Linked DNA regions of Mus musculus: all the other regions are linked to region 2. A link is a contact called in public Hi-C and HiChIP or PLAC-seq data. All regions are on one chromosome and are shown on one strand. The core of a region is the stretch at or near the end of the contact, and the rest is flanking DNA. Distances in the headings are between cores, read along the strand shown. Region 1 has its middle 260 kb from the start of Gm39905. Region 2 holds the start of Bdnf (brain derived neurotrophic factor). Region 3 has its middle 81 kb from the start of Gm23749. Region 4 has its middle 230 kb from the start of Gm13912.

Region 1 (3,303 bases), core at 436-2,935, 1.1 Mb after region 2:
TCAAAGCATTAAGTAGCAGCTATAAATTGCTCAAGTTGGGCTTAGACCCTGTCCTGTCTAATTTAAACTTACACCCATAGTCACTCTTTCAAGATGATGTAGTAATTGTTTTTATTGTTTTGGGATATATTTTTCTATTTTTTTAACAAGATACTAAGTTACCTTGTTCAGATGAAGAGTTTATGTGTCTTCCAAAACCTCTTTTGTATTCTAATCTAGCCAAATACTATTATTTCCTAGCAAAATAGAAAGTTAACATTGCTTTTATATTTTCCATTTTATTAAAACTAATATTACATTGACCTTCTGTAAAATTAGGGATAGATTATGTTTAAATTTCTAAAATAGTGTCAATTTCATTTGTTTTAAGTAAATATATATTGCTAAATCTATTAAACTGAGCACACATTTTTACAATACCACATTTCTGCCATCATTTTAGACTGAGTAGATTATCAAATTTTTCAGGTAAAGCTGTTGAATGAAGACAGAGGCCATAATTTTCCTGACCATTAACATGTTTTCCTGATAGAGAATAAGGTCATAGTTGCTGAACAGCCAGAATCATGTCTTCTAAGAACTGACTCAGATTGGTGTATCATTCCATGCAAATGAGTAAGTAGACAGCAGTACAAGAAAATATGAATGAGTTATCTTAGCTTGAATCGTTTTCTAAAGTAGAATTTATGAACCCATTTCCTATGTTGTTTCTAAGATGAACAATTAAGGTAGAGTTAGTCTGACTGCTAAAAAGAAGGCCTCGTACCAATAAACAGTAGATTACATTAGTCTGGACAGTGAGGTTATACTAGCTTGCTGGTTTTGTGTTTGTTTGTTTTTGTTTTTCTTAACAGGAACTAGATATAGAATTAACATTTTATGTTACTATTCTAGTTCAAACCATAGTAGTTTCTTAGGCTATCAACCTTTAACTCATTCCAAACTTGTTATTATGGAAAGGGATTTGATTTTTAGTTTCCCAGTAAGAAAGACTGGGAGATAAAGGTTAAGCTTCGGACAACATGATGATATAGGGATTTAGGCTGGAATGTGGTCTGAGTGCCCGGGATTCCGTTTTCACCCCTCAGATTAGTGCTTTCCAATGTGAAATGTCTGCTCCCTCATCACAGGAACCTCATAGTTTACGAGTTAGAGCTTGTTCATTTATGAAGCAAAATAGAACTGCGTAGCTTGGCCACATATCAATTCCTGTGTTACAGTTTCCCCTTTGTCCAATGGCTGGAGAAGGACCTGCCTAAGATTTGTCTCTCCTCTGACAATGGGAAAAGATGTGTTTGATCTACAGATACATGATTTTCTAAAATCTGGTTTAAAGAACCACCCTCCCCTTATTTTTCAGCACAAAATATCCACCTTAGTATTTAATCCTTATGGTTTTTTCCAGTGTTGTTTGAACTGCTTCATATGAGTACTTACATTCAAGCACACTCTTGTTTTGCTTTTATTTTGCATACTCTTCTAAGTCTGTGCTTGCTTGACCTTCATTGTTAAGCCTTCACATACCAGTATTAGTGGGAGACAATGGCAAAGTCTGATGCGCTAACTTCTACTGAAAGCTGCTTCCCTTCCCCCATGTCATACTGCCCTTCCTGGGGAAGGTAAAGAGAGCCTCCCTGGTTTAATCACCACATTCCACAAGGGGAGATGTCACTTCACTAGCTTTCCTTTCTGTGCCAGGAAATCAGCTCAAAGTATTTTTCTTCAGATAAGTGAACATGCTTGTCATAGCTTACTTATGCCTGTTAAATCTTTCTATGAAATATTTTACAGGGAAATATGTAAATATTTTGACGGCTTGTGCCATTCTGTTCAGACTGCTTTATAGATTACACATAGAGCCCAAATGAAACAGGAAGGGAAAGCAAGAAGAAATGTCTTAATGCGGCATTTTTTCATTAATAAAGACAGGGGGATCAAAGGATGTTTCTTTATAAATGGACTCTTAATGTAAACACACAGGAAGAATGATATATAACCCCGGGCTGGCCCCAAGTGATGCTGGTATAAAGGAACTACACAGTGAGTTTCCAGTCCAGTATGTCCTCCTACCTCCTCCTGGCAGCTAATATGGAGTCTCCTCTATTAACTCCTTAGGAGTGTAAGGTTTGCAAAATGTACATTAATAGAAATTTTATATATAATAAGATTTTACTGATTAATTGGATTTTAGATGAAAAAAGTCTACAAACTATTACTATATTTCAGAATTTTATGACATTCTTTAATTGATTACAAAGTATAGTCTGTAGGTCTGACCATTCTCAATGTAGCTGGGCAGGGAAAAGGGAGAATTTTACCTTGTCTTTCATATTAAATGGGTAAAATCAAGTCTCATTATAACTTTAGCTATTTACTTTTACTTTCTTGTGGTTATCAAAACAGAGTAAACATCAAAATGTAGCCATGTCATTTCCCTAGGTGTGGCTGGGCTGTGGTTACATGATCATTTCTCTAGTGTCTGTAATGTCTGGGGTTTTAATCAGCTTTTATTTTATTAAGGGGGTAGAAAATACAAGTGCTCTGTCTTTCTGAGGAAAGTCCTGCTGTTCTCCTGTGTGCACTTGATTGTTGATGTACCACTTTCCAGAACTGAAACAAAAGAACAAATCTACAACCTTAGCAACAACCACAATAAATATGCATGGCAAAGAAATAGGAGTTGACAGTTCAGCTGCTGAGCTAAGGCAGGTAAATAGTGAGTTACAGCCAAGGAGCAGTGAGTCCAGCAAGCAGCAGCTGTGCTGAGGATTATTTCCTCCACCATATTTTCTCCATGCTACCAACAGAGGACTCTGAGATCGGGCACAAACATATTACCAAATCGTAGCTCATAAAAATGTTCTGAGGCATAACCATACAGGGAACATCTCAATGTCGAGAGTTGGGGTTGGAGTAGCAATAGAGGATTCTGATTAGGAATTGATTTTGAGTACACTAGGACTCTCAGAAAAACCCTTAAAAGTAGTTAAAAGTTGGTGGTGATCAGCCAAAGCATAACATGTTTTCCAAAGAAATATTAGCTTGGAAGTCGTGATGGTTTTTCAGACTAAAATTTATCAAGAAATTAAGAGCCCTTGAATATGCTATTTTCCTTCTCTTCATAACTAGACTTCAAAATGAAAAGGTTGGGCTGGCAGGATGATAAAGTGGGTAATGGTGTTTGTTCCCAAACCTGACAATCTGGGTTAGATTCCCAGAATCCCCAGGATCCATATGATAAAAAGAGAGAACCAACTCTCATGGGTTTTCATCTGAACCCTTCCTTCCACACATGCACAGACA
Region 2 (3,330 bases), core at 366-2,865:
CGAACCGAGCCGCACATCTTCAGGAAGCTGTTTCAAAACGCCACTCAACAAGTTTCTACTCGCAACCCCCATAACGACCAGCAAAACTGCCCCTAAAACACTTCCCCGCCCCCATTCGACGAGCCCCAGCAGCTACTCTTGCCAGTGTGGCCAGAAGAGGGCACCCTCTACCTTCCTAGCTCAGCTCTCCTGGCCCTCCCCTCCCTCCTCCTTGGATCCTCCCTCTCTCCCTCCGGCTCCCCCCATCCCCAAGTCCCCATCCCCAGTTTCCTAGCCCAGGCTCCACCCCCAACTCACGAATTGTTTTCACTAAAACACCAGTTCAAACTCAAACTCACAGCCTGTGGCTCACCGCCCTCAGCAGCCCCGGGGGGAACAACACCACCCCCCCCCCACCCCCGGCAGCAATTTCCCCTTCTTCCTTGTCATCAAGCACAAAGCCCCCATCTTCAGCTATTTCTTTCTACGCTTAGGTCGCTTATCCATTGCTCTTCCTGTTTCAGCATCCCTGGAAATCAAAACTAGCCTCTTCATCCTCCATAAACACCCAACCTACTCCCGGATGAAAGTCAAAACTTTCACTTCCTCAGGAGGATGCCCAAAGGGAGGTGCGCAGGATGGACAGAGGGTCGGATACAGGCTGTCCTGGAGTTCCGCAGACCCTTTCAGGCCCCAGCGATAAGAAGGGTCCCAAGTTTTCCTAGTTAAACGTTGACCTTGGACCTGTAAGTAAGCTTTGGTAGTACTCCCTAGAGAGCAGGTGACAGTGAACAGCCTGTTGTGATACCCAGGAAAAGAGATGAGGACAGAAGGCGCCAAGACCCATTCTCGGACTACACACCACCCCGGTCCAAATTTGCGTGGAGAGTGCCTAAGCCGGTGGTAAGGGCTCTCATCCCAGCCCTGTCCCGGTGCCATCCGTCTGAGCCCCCAACAGCTGTCGCTCTATATCTCTCTCACCACCCTTCCTCGTCTGCGGGAGGACTTCGGGGATCCCCGGGACGCAGGCTTAGCTCCCATGGCGCAAGTCGTCCTCTTCCCTTGGCTTTTTCTCTCACACTGAAGGGATTCCTGGGGTCGCACTGTCCCTCAGAGTCGTGGGATCCCGGGAGAACGCTCCCCAGGAGCAAGCCCGCCCCTCCGCTGTCCCGGGACGAAGGTGAAGCCGGAGTTCTGCAGTCCCACAACTTCTCAGTCCCCTAGCCAACTTTCCCGGGCGCACGCGCCTCTGGCTCTCGCACTTAGCCCCACGCCCCGCAGTCGCCTACCTCAGGGTCCACACAAAGCTCTCGGATCCCCGGCAGTGGAGTCACATTGTTGTCACGCTTCTGGTCCCTGCGCCCTGCCCTGGGCCCCGTGCGCTTTCTCGTCTGCCCCAAGGCAGTGGTGGCAGTTGAAGGAACCGGGTCTCATCAAAGCCTCCCAGGCGGAGGTGGCGCGCCGCCCCAGGCGGTTTCCTTCTCCAAGCCCGGGAGTCCCGGGCGCACTGGGAACCGTGCGACAGCCAGCCAGCGGGTGCGCCCCGGCACGGCAGCAGCGACGGGCACCCAGAGCTCAGCCAGAGCCAGGCACTGGGGTCAGACATTATTTAGCTCTTCGGTTGAGCTTCGATTGGTCAGACAGCGCCGCCCCTATCCCCTCCCTGCTCCGCCGCGCCACCGATACCCATTGGGGTGGCTGCTTAAAGGGGACGACGCGCCTTTTCCTTGCGGGGGCTCAGCCCTCGGAAGCCCTCGGAAGCCCTCGGAAGCCCTCGGGGTATCCCTGATCGCCTTGCACTGGCTTCTCTCCATTTCCCCGGAGCTCGCTGCTTAAACCCAAAGCTCTGTGCCTGCCCTCTGCGGTCTCCGCAGGGTGCCCTTTGCTAGGAGGGGTGGTCGAATCCCGGTTCCTAGGCACCCTACTCCCCGCAATGTGCTCTAGAGTAGGAGGAAGCGAGTGTGAGTCTCACACGTTCAAATCTTTCTCCCCTGGTTTGCAACTCTCCCCATCTTTTCCATCCCAGCACCCAAGTTCTGTGGGAGAGGGCGTGCATCCACCCCCACCCCCAGGCCCCGGCCCCAGACACACCTTCCCGCACCTTCCCGCACCACAAAGCTAGAAAAAGCGAACACACAATGAAACTACACAGAGTGTGCGGGGTTATGGTTTACTCCGCTACCTTAAACACATCGGCTTAACCAGAGTTTGCGCCCTGACCTCTCCGGAGTGTGCCTAATAGAATTCAATCAAGATAATAACAGTATTTTTTATTAATGAATAACCCCGGATAGCATTACACCAAGTTACTGCTTCTAGCCGGGAAGCCTAGGCAATAACAGACCTCACTAAAGCCATATGCTTCCCAGCAGACCAAACGGGGGCGGGGGGGGGGGTGAGGAAAGAGAAAGAAAAGAAACCCACCTTTTTCAGTCACTACTTGTCAAAGTAAACATCAAGGCAGCTGCTCTGGGGAAGACCGGTCCCCAAGGTTCTAGACTCTTACTATATATTTCCCCTTCTCTTCAGTTAAAAGGGGGAGGGGGCGAGTCTTTGGTGGCCGATATGTACTCCTGTTCTGCAGCAAAGAAGTTAAATTATTGATAGTGGAAATTGCATGGCGGAGGTAATACTCGCACGCCTTCAGCGAGAAGCTCCATTTGATCTAGGCAGAGGCTGGGAGATTTCATGCTAGCTCGCCGGGGGTGGGTGGGGGGAGCGGCAGCGAGAGCAGTCCTCTCCTCGGTGAATGGGAAAGTGGGTGGGAGTCCACGAGAGGGCTCCACGCTGCCTTGACGTGAGCTGTCATATGATACCTCCTCTGCCTCGAAATAGACACTCTAGTGCACGAATTACCAGAATCAGAATTCCGCGCATTTAAAATGATACATCTTTTATTAGAAGAATTCCGTTCCAGGGCATTGCATGCTTTGTAGATGTTTTCACTTCCAGTCCTAGCAAATTCACGCACACAGAAGCCAAGCCTGTCATTATCTAGGCAGCAACAACACATCAATATATATATGTATATATACTTAACCAGGATTTAGGGTGAGGGGTGGGTAGCTCACTAAGCCCCCTTCCTCTAGAGCAGAGAGTGGTCTTTGGACCGTTTTTGTTTGGTTGTTTGATTTTTTTTTTAACCTATGAGAGATCAGTTACATGACTAGGTTCTGGAGGGCTACTTTCATTTAGCTGTATGATAAACTCTGCCAAGTGTCTACCTGGATTGCTGCTTTGTTAAACGTTGCCCCTCTAATCCAGCCAATAAGTAAAGGCTAGGGCAGACAGACCTTTATTATTCATTTTATTTTATTTTTTTTTAGAAAAAAATATAAAAGAACAAGAGGG
Region 3 (3,295 bases), core at 774-3,273, 1.5 Mb after region 2:
AGTCTGGGGCATAGGGAAGTTGTAGTGGAAATTGTGGTGACAGGAGGGAATGGAAACTGCAGTCTTGATGCAATATATTAGAAAAGAATAAAAATACTAATATCTTAGCTTCATAAAAGAAAAAAACAAGATTTGTGTTTTGTCTAAAATAAATTCATCATATCACCATACATGCCTTTAAAGACAGCAACCACCTCAAAGTGTAAAGATGAAGAATATATCCCAAGTAAATGGAGCAAAGAAGCAAACTGATGCCAATATTCTAATATTTTTGCCAAAATAGATTTCAAAGTAAAACAAATCAGAAGGGATGTAGCATAGCTTCTTCTAGTAATAGAAAAAATAAGCAAAACGTTACTACAATCCTAGACATATGCATGCTAAATCACTCCCATCAAATTAGGCAAATTAGCCTATCATTAGGTTTAAAGGAATAGGTTAACACCTGCTCAGTTAGCAGTAGGTGATTCTAATACTTCACTTTCTCCATAGGCAGATCATTTGAAAAGAAACCAAACAGAAATATCAGAAGTAACTGCAATAGAACATGTAATGAACTTTACATAAATCCTTCAGAATATTCCATTTAAACCTCAAAGAACACACTCTACCCAGCATTCCAAATGTTATTCCTGTTAATCCTGACGACTGCCTCTCTCCATTTAATCAGACAGAAATATGAGGGGTCACTGGTTCTATGTCATTATCTTATATTCACGTGTTGATATTTCTCTCGTCAGTAGCTATGTTAAGCTCATTACCTCAGACCTAAGACTTAAAACTCCAAATGCCCTAGATGTGATTCTGTTTTCTAAGTCATCACAATTTGTTTTCTTTCCTAAACTAGTCTGATGACATAATTCTTTGTTAAATGTTTTCTACTGACTCTTTGTTATTTGGGTGCTATTTCTCATTCCCTCCAATTGTTCAGACTTTCTGGCAATAAAAATACCTTCCCATAATAGTAACTACATAACCATCATCAGGGAGCAAAGATTTGAGTCTTGAATACTAGGATTAATGGAAATGCAGGAGACCTCTCTTTTTTTTTTATTGACTTTACCAATTGGTATTTATTAAATTCTACTATGACCTCAAACCAGAATACAACAAATGAGGATGTAACCATTTATATGAGTAACTATTAGTTGTCATGCTGTAAAGGAGGTAAGAACTGTGCTAGCTGCTTGAAGCAGGTTGAGTTGGAAAACATTGTGTTTATGTCTTCATATCTATTAAAGAGTTCTCATTGTACTTCATATATTTGATGGGTTAGAGAAAATTAATTTCACTTAGCTTTTTGTAACTGAGCACAAGAATATTTTGTGTGTGCTACTTGTTAATAAAAGGACACTTGTTAGCTTTGGTGAATTATTTGACTTTAAAAATTGTTAGATAAAATATCAAAGGATGGAATCATTTCTTGACCTATTTCCATGAGAACGACATTTTCAGAGACTTATGAAAGCATTCATTAGAAGTGAATCACATTGTATTTCCTTCAAATAATTTTTCCATTCAAGTGACACTTAATTCATAGTTTACACATTCAGGGCCAAGTAACTACACAGTCCACATTCCATGGGAGGTACCAAAAATTTATAAGATGTTTCAGGCTTCCTGAATGTAGAGGTTATTATGTCTACAGAGATGACAGCAAGTGTGATGGGATAGTAAGACTGTCAGCATGCTTTTGATGTCTTTTAAACAAAGACATAATGAACACCGACTCATTCTCACTCAATGTGATCATGTGAACGAAAAATGTTGTTTGGGTCTTGGGATCTTAGGTATGCAATGAACCCAGATCCCACTCCAAACTCTTTTTGTTTTTGTAGTGGAAATATTTGCATTCTTTAGATTTCAGCCTCATTAAATTTGTAAGCAGCAAAGCATTTCGTGCATTTCTTCATGTGACAGTCTCAGTAATTTCAATAGGCCTTTACCAATTTACCACACTACAGTATCCAGCGTAGGAAATTCATGCCTTACAAATCATGTACATGTTTAAGCTAGATGCCACTGAGAACAGTCACCAGTGCATTTGTAAGTGTAGAATACCTATTTCCCCAAAAGAAACAAACCATGAGTCAATTACTCTATAAGATAATTTGATAAGTAGGAAAAGCCACTTTGCCTTCCTTAAAATAGCACATAAAGTGAATTTCTTCATTTTTTTTTGTTTGTTTTTGTTTTTGTTTTTGCTTTTTGGTTTGGATGCTGAAGTAGATTCTCTTTGCTATTTTCGTGGTATGTTTCAGCCTGGAAAGGATTTTTTTCCAGATGTTCTTATGGACTTCAGGCTACTAGAAATACAGGCAGCAGCCGAGACAGCATTGAGGAGCTTGGTATTCCTCGCAATAATATAATTAGAGTGTAATAATGATATTTCATTGTGATTCCAAAAACATCTCACAGAGAATAAAAATCATAGATATGAAGAGAAAAATCTATAATAAAATACATCGTAAATAAATATTATTATGGCATAAACCTGTGACAATGATATTTTACAAAATTTACCTTTAATATTTATTGAAGTGACTTTCTGTTTAGTGACTGAGAGGTTTTTGTTTTGTTTGTTTGTTTGTTTGTTTTTGTTTCCAGTCAATGACTTCTTCGATAAACCCACAGAGAGTTTTCTAAAAAGAACATTCTAGGAATGGATAAAAAATACCTCTCTTCAAACCTCCCCTTCTGACTAGAAATTTTATGATTCAATAATATTTTCATTCCTTGCCTCTTCCAGTCTATAAGGAAAGTAAATGCCTCCTTAATATTTTTCTCTATGGAGATTTGAGGAAATTCTCCAGCCTTTTCCCTTTGTCCATTTACACATGCATCTGAATGTATACAAAGGAGGCAAAGGTGCCATGGAATATTGAGTATAGTGCAGTAAGCAACGAAGTGCTCCTGGTAATCCTCCAAAGAGATCAGTAAGAGATCATTTGTGTGTTTAGCCTTAAAGAGATCCCCTTTAAGGCTAAACACACAACTCTTATATGAACGAGTAGCAGTGGAAAACATATACTGTGTTACTCTATTCCTACTTCCTGTTAAAAAAGAAGTATTTCTACTTCCTGTTACACAGGAAGCCATGTAGATGTATCTTGCCTCATTATTGACTCTGGACTACTCCCTGACTTAAGTATTGGGGCGAGGCTCAGAGGCTGAAGTGTCTATTTAGCAGTTCTGTAAAAATCTGTAAATATAAATCTGTCAATTCCAGCAGTTTCTAGGAGGTGAATGAGAAAATTCTAAATTCTATAATCTTTTTTCTTTTTGATGTGAACAA
Region 4 (3,467 bases), core at 387-2,886, 1.2 Mb after region 2:
AACCTAATGGGCAGTTTCTCCTTTCCTAGTCTCTACTGGCATGCCAAGTTAAATATAGTAGTCTAAGAATTCACAGCTAAGAACCAGAAATAAGAGAGAACATTACAGGTTTGTCTTTCTGAGTTTGAATTACCTCTCTTGGCACAAACCTTTCAAGTTCTATCAATTTTTATTCAAATTTTTATGACTTCATTTTTCTTTACAGCTCAATAAAATTCTATGTGTAAATGGACCACATCTTCATTATGCATCCATTGGTTCACAGACATGTAGGCAAGTGCTACTCCTAGCTACTATACAGAGAATCAGAGAATAAGAATCTGCTAGGATCTCTGTAGTAGGGTGCAGGTCAGTGACAGTTCTATTTTTACTTCGTTGCAGATTCTCCACACTGATTTCCACAGTGGTTGTATCTGTTTATACCTTTACCAAGAGTGAAAAGCGTGCCTCTTTTCCCAGAGCCTTGGTAGGACTTGATGCTAGTCATTCTGACTGCAATGAGATGCAATTTTAAAGCAGTTTAATTTGCATTTCTATAATTATTGGTGATGTTGAAATCTTTTCAAAATATTTATTAGATGTCTGTATTTCTTGTTTTGTTAACTCTGTTCAGTTTTTGTTGTTGCTTGGCTCATTTGTTGTTTTGCTGTTGTTGTTTTATAGATGTTTAGCTTTTGAGTTCTTTGTATATTCTAGACATTAATTCTCTGTCAGATATATAGCTTGCCATAGTCTATCTCTTTATTTAATTAACAGTTTCTTTGGGAATACAGAATTTTTAAATTTTTATGAGGCCTCACATGCCAGTTGTTGGACTTACTTCCTGAGTGAGCAGGGTCCTATTAAGAAAGCCTTTATCTTCTGACTAAAATATTTGTTCATATTTTCTCTATTGCTTAAAACATTATGATAGCTCTCTAAATATCTGATGATAAAAACATTGTTCAATGATTGCTGATGAAACTTATCCTAAACAATTTACTATTATGCCTACTGGGGCAGACAAACTACTTGACCCTCCTCTACTGGATAATGTTATCAGTTGGTGAAGACTTTTCTTGACTCCTGAATCTACTCTGAGCTTCATCCAGATCAGTCTGCTTGTCCCTCCTTTGCTTGGAATCCTGTTTTTTGTTGTTGTTGTTGTTGTTGTTTTGTTTTGTTTTCTTTTCCTGCAGTTATCATCTCACCCTCATGGGCCTCTACTAGGCCCTTGACCCTTGCTTGTATGTTTATAGTTACACATGTTTCTTAAAGAAGCCACACAGATAGTCCTCACAGCTACCATCAAGATTGACATCAGGCTCTCAATAAACTTGTGAAGGACTGAAACATTGTTTGTGATTTCTCCATCCCATTACCTACAAGTTGAGTTAATGTACTAACATTTGCCACATGACAAAGAAGGAAGATAGCAAGGTTCTGAATTAATGAAAACCACCCACACTAGCCTCATCATTCACAGTAAAACATTGTGTTCCAGATTCCACAGGTGCAATGCTTACATTTAATTGCACTCATCCAACTCTCCTTATGCTGAATGTCTGTATACATCATCCTCTGGGTAGGATCAACTGTGCAGTTTCAGATCCATTTGTTTCAAAGCCCCAGGAGGACTCTGTGTTCTTGTGTGACTTCTTGTTACTTCCTGATGACTCATGGAGTATAAGAGCAATGAAACTAGATGCTGTGCAAATAGATTCTCCTGGGGAGAAAAATTCCTCTTTAAATCAATTTAATTTTCCAAGTTTTGTTTGAAATGTGAGCAGAGCATGCTACATCTTTGTTTTAAGGAACTCGGGCATCTTTACTGGTCCCTTAGCCTTAAAGTGTTCTTGAAACCCAAAATGATTGCCTTCACCTTACAAATTGGATCATTCTTATAGTGTGGTAAAATATCAAAGGCTAACATTCATTTGTTCTGCTTTTATTGACAACCCAGTGGTACAACAGAAAAAAATAATAAATGTTAAAGTGATGGATTTCTATAGAGTGTGTTTTAGCTCCAGAACTAGAAAAATCTCATATCCCACATTGTACTTATTTATTAGGTTAATATGACATAAATGTAGAAGCGAAATAGCTTGAAACACAGAGGCATAAGAAAAAAATGCTGCTCAGCCAGGCCTCCAGGCTTAGCTTCCTGTTTATATTCTCCAAAGCACATTGTCCCACCCACATGTAAAATGTTGGCTTATAATCTTTTGAACAGTGGGCATATTGGCAAAGTTCTCTCAGCTGTCCTCTGGCTAGGAAGCTTTACAATGAGAATGGCTCCCAGTTGACCAATGTTATGTTTTGAATACACACTATAATGAGTCAATTTACACAGGCAAACATTGGCTCCCCTTCTTGATTTGTTTTTCTGAATCCTACAAAGAAGAAAGGCCAGAATTCATTAGCTTGCTTCTCTAAGTCTTCTGCCTTGATCCCCTAAGCATTCTCTTGTTGAACTCCTACCAATCTTGTTGCAGTGTATATTTATTGAATATTAATGCTGGAAATAAGGATAATTCTAGGCTATACTATAGATCTTGCAGATTTAAAATGCCAGTTAGCATAAGATCTCAAAGTATGCTTTCTATAATAAAAGTGTGCCTTTCTTATTTACCTAGTATTTTTAGATGTTATTTGTCATTAAATTACACACACACACACACACACACACACATATATACATATATATATGTATATATATATGTATATATATATGTATATATATATATATATATATATATGGGAAAACACATTTTCATTATTCTTTTTTATTTTTTTAAACAAAAATATCTTTTACAGTTGTATAAATGTATACAATGATTTTCTTTCATGTTCATCTTTAATGACCTTCTCTTACATTTCTATATTTCCTCTTGTAACACTCTTTCCTTTCAGTTGCTTCAGAGATCAACAATAATAACAAATAAAAATACTAGCATTTCTACTAATATTACTAGTAGTACTATTAGTACTACTATGACAATGACAATGACAACGATGATGACTGGTTAGTGACCATTTACTCTGTCCTAACCAATGCTTTTAGAATTTTGTAAATACCAAGTCAGTAAATCTTCATAATTTGAGGCTCAGAAAGGATGTGTTACACACCTACTCCAACAAGTCCTCACTTCCTAATAATGCCACTCCCTGTGCAAACCATATTCAAACTATAACATTCCACTCCATGAGCCCTATAGACTTATTCACACATATGAGTCTATGGGGGCCATACCTAAACATAGCATAATAAAACAACATTTAGTACAACTTCTGAAGCCCCCATAGTCTGTAACAGTCTCAACAATGTTAAAAGTCTAAAGTTCAAGGTCTCTCCTGAGATTCATCCCATCACTCAACTCTAATCCCCAAAGCAAGACAGGAAACAGGTTGGGAAAACTCCAAACTATACATGTCCATGGCTGATGTCAAAGCAGTCTTCAGATCTCCAACTCCTTTTTCATATTTGT

The links. Hi-C and Micro-C count contacts between places; a contact is called where the count stands out from the background. HiChIP or PLAC-seq counts read pairs in DNA pulled down with a chosen protein or histone mark.
Region 1: an H3K27ac HiChIP or PLAC-seq map of embryonic fibroblasts shows a contact between it and region 2, with 12 times the contacts expected there. The contact joins the enhancer-like site here to the promoter of Bdnf in region 2. A contact is called at or near these places in 1 of 15 datasets of contacts at CTCF or cohesin (the NIH/3T3 cell line), 10 of 115 datasets of contacts at active chromatin or transcription factors (the NIH/3T3 cell line, cardiomyocytes, a colorectal cancer cell line and 6 more) and 1 of 9 other capture datasets (embryonic stem cells).
Region 3: a contact with region 2 is called in an H3K27ac HiChIP or PLAC-seq map of a colorectal cancer cell line, with 10 times the contacts expected there. The contact joins the enhancer-like site here to the promoter of Bdnf in region 2. A contact is called at or near these places in 1 of 15 datasets of contacts at CTCF or cohesin (the NIH/3T3 cell line), 2 of 484 Hi-C or Micro-C datasets (the C2C12 cell line and myocytes) and 8 of 115 datasets of contacts at active chromatin or transcription factors (the NIH/3T3 cell line, a colorectal cancer cell line, embryonic fibroblasts and 4 more).
Region 4: a Hi-C map of pancreatic cancer cells shows a contact between it and region 2, with 2.6 times the contacts expected there. The contact joins the enhancer-like site here to the promoter of Bdnf in region 2. A contact is called at or near these places in 6 of 39 promoter capture datasets (the 3T3-L1 cell line, 3T3-L1-derived adipocytes, the C10 cell line and 2 more), 1 of 484 Hi-C or Micro-C datasets (pancreatic cancer cells), 3 of 115 datasets of contacts at active chromatin or transcription factors (the NIH/3T3 cell line, embryonic forebrain and embryonic limb bud) and 2 of 9 other capture datasets (adipose tissue and embryonic stem cells).

The regions. Positions count from the first base shown.
Region 1 is chr2:108,621,298-108,624,600 of GRCm38.p6, reverse strand. No RefSeq gene overlaps it. Among named protein-coding and RNA genes, the nearest start is that of Gm39905, 260 kb to the left of the region's middle. Within about 2 kb of position 1,685, at least 57 of the 459 cell types and tissues checked have an H3K27ac peak or open chromatin away from gene starts, as enhancers often do. A contact at or near this core is called in the NIH/3T3 cell line, a colorectal cancer cell line, craniofacial prominence and 2 more, where this site is marked.
Region 2 is chr2:109,691,848-109,695,177 of GRCm38.p6, reverse strand. Bdnf (brain derived neurotrophic factor) reads right to left here and starts at 1,615. Exons shown (of 2, transcript NM_001048142.1): 1 at 1,269-1,615.
Region 3 is chr2:108,159,514-108,162,808 of GRCm38.p6, reverse strand. No RefSeq gene overlaps it. Among named protein-coding and RNA genes, the nearest start is that of Gm23749, 81 kb to the right of the region's middle. Within about 2 kb of position 2,023, at least 3 of the 459 cell types and tissues checked have an H3K27ac peak or open chromatin away from gene starts, as enhancers often do. A contact at or near this core is called in a colorectal cancer cell line, where this site is marked.
Region 4 is chr2:108,515,695-108,519,161 of GRCm38.p6, reverse strand. It overlaps the pseudogene Gm13916. Among named protein-coding and RNA genes, the nearest start is that of Gm13912, 230 kb to the right of the region's middle. Within about 2 kb of position 1,636, at least 4 of the 459 cell types and tissues checked have an H3K27ac peak or open chromatin away from gene starts, as enhancers often do. A contact at or near this core is called in pancreatic cancer cells, where this site is marked.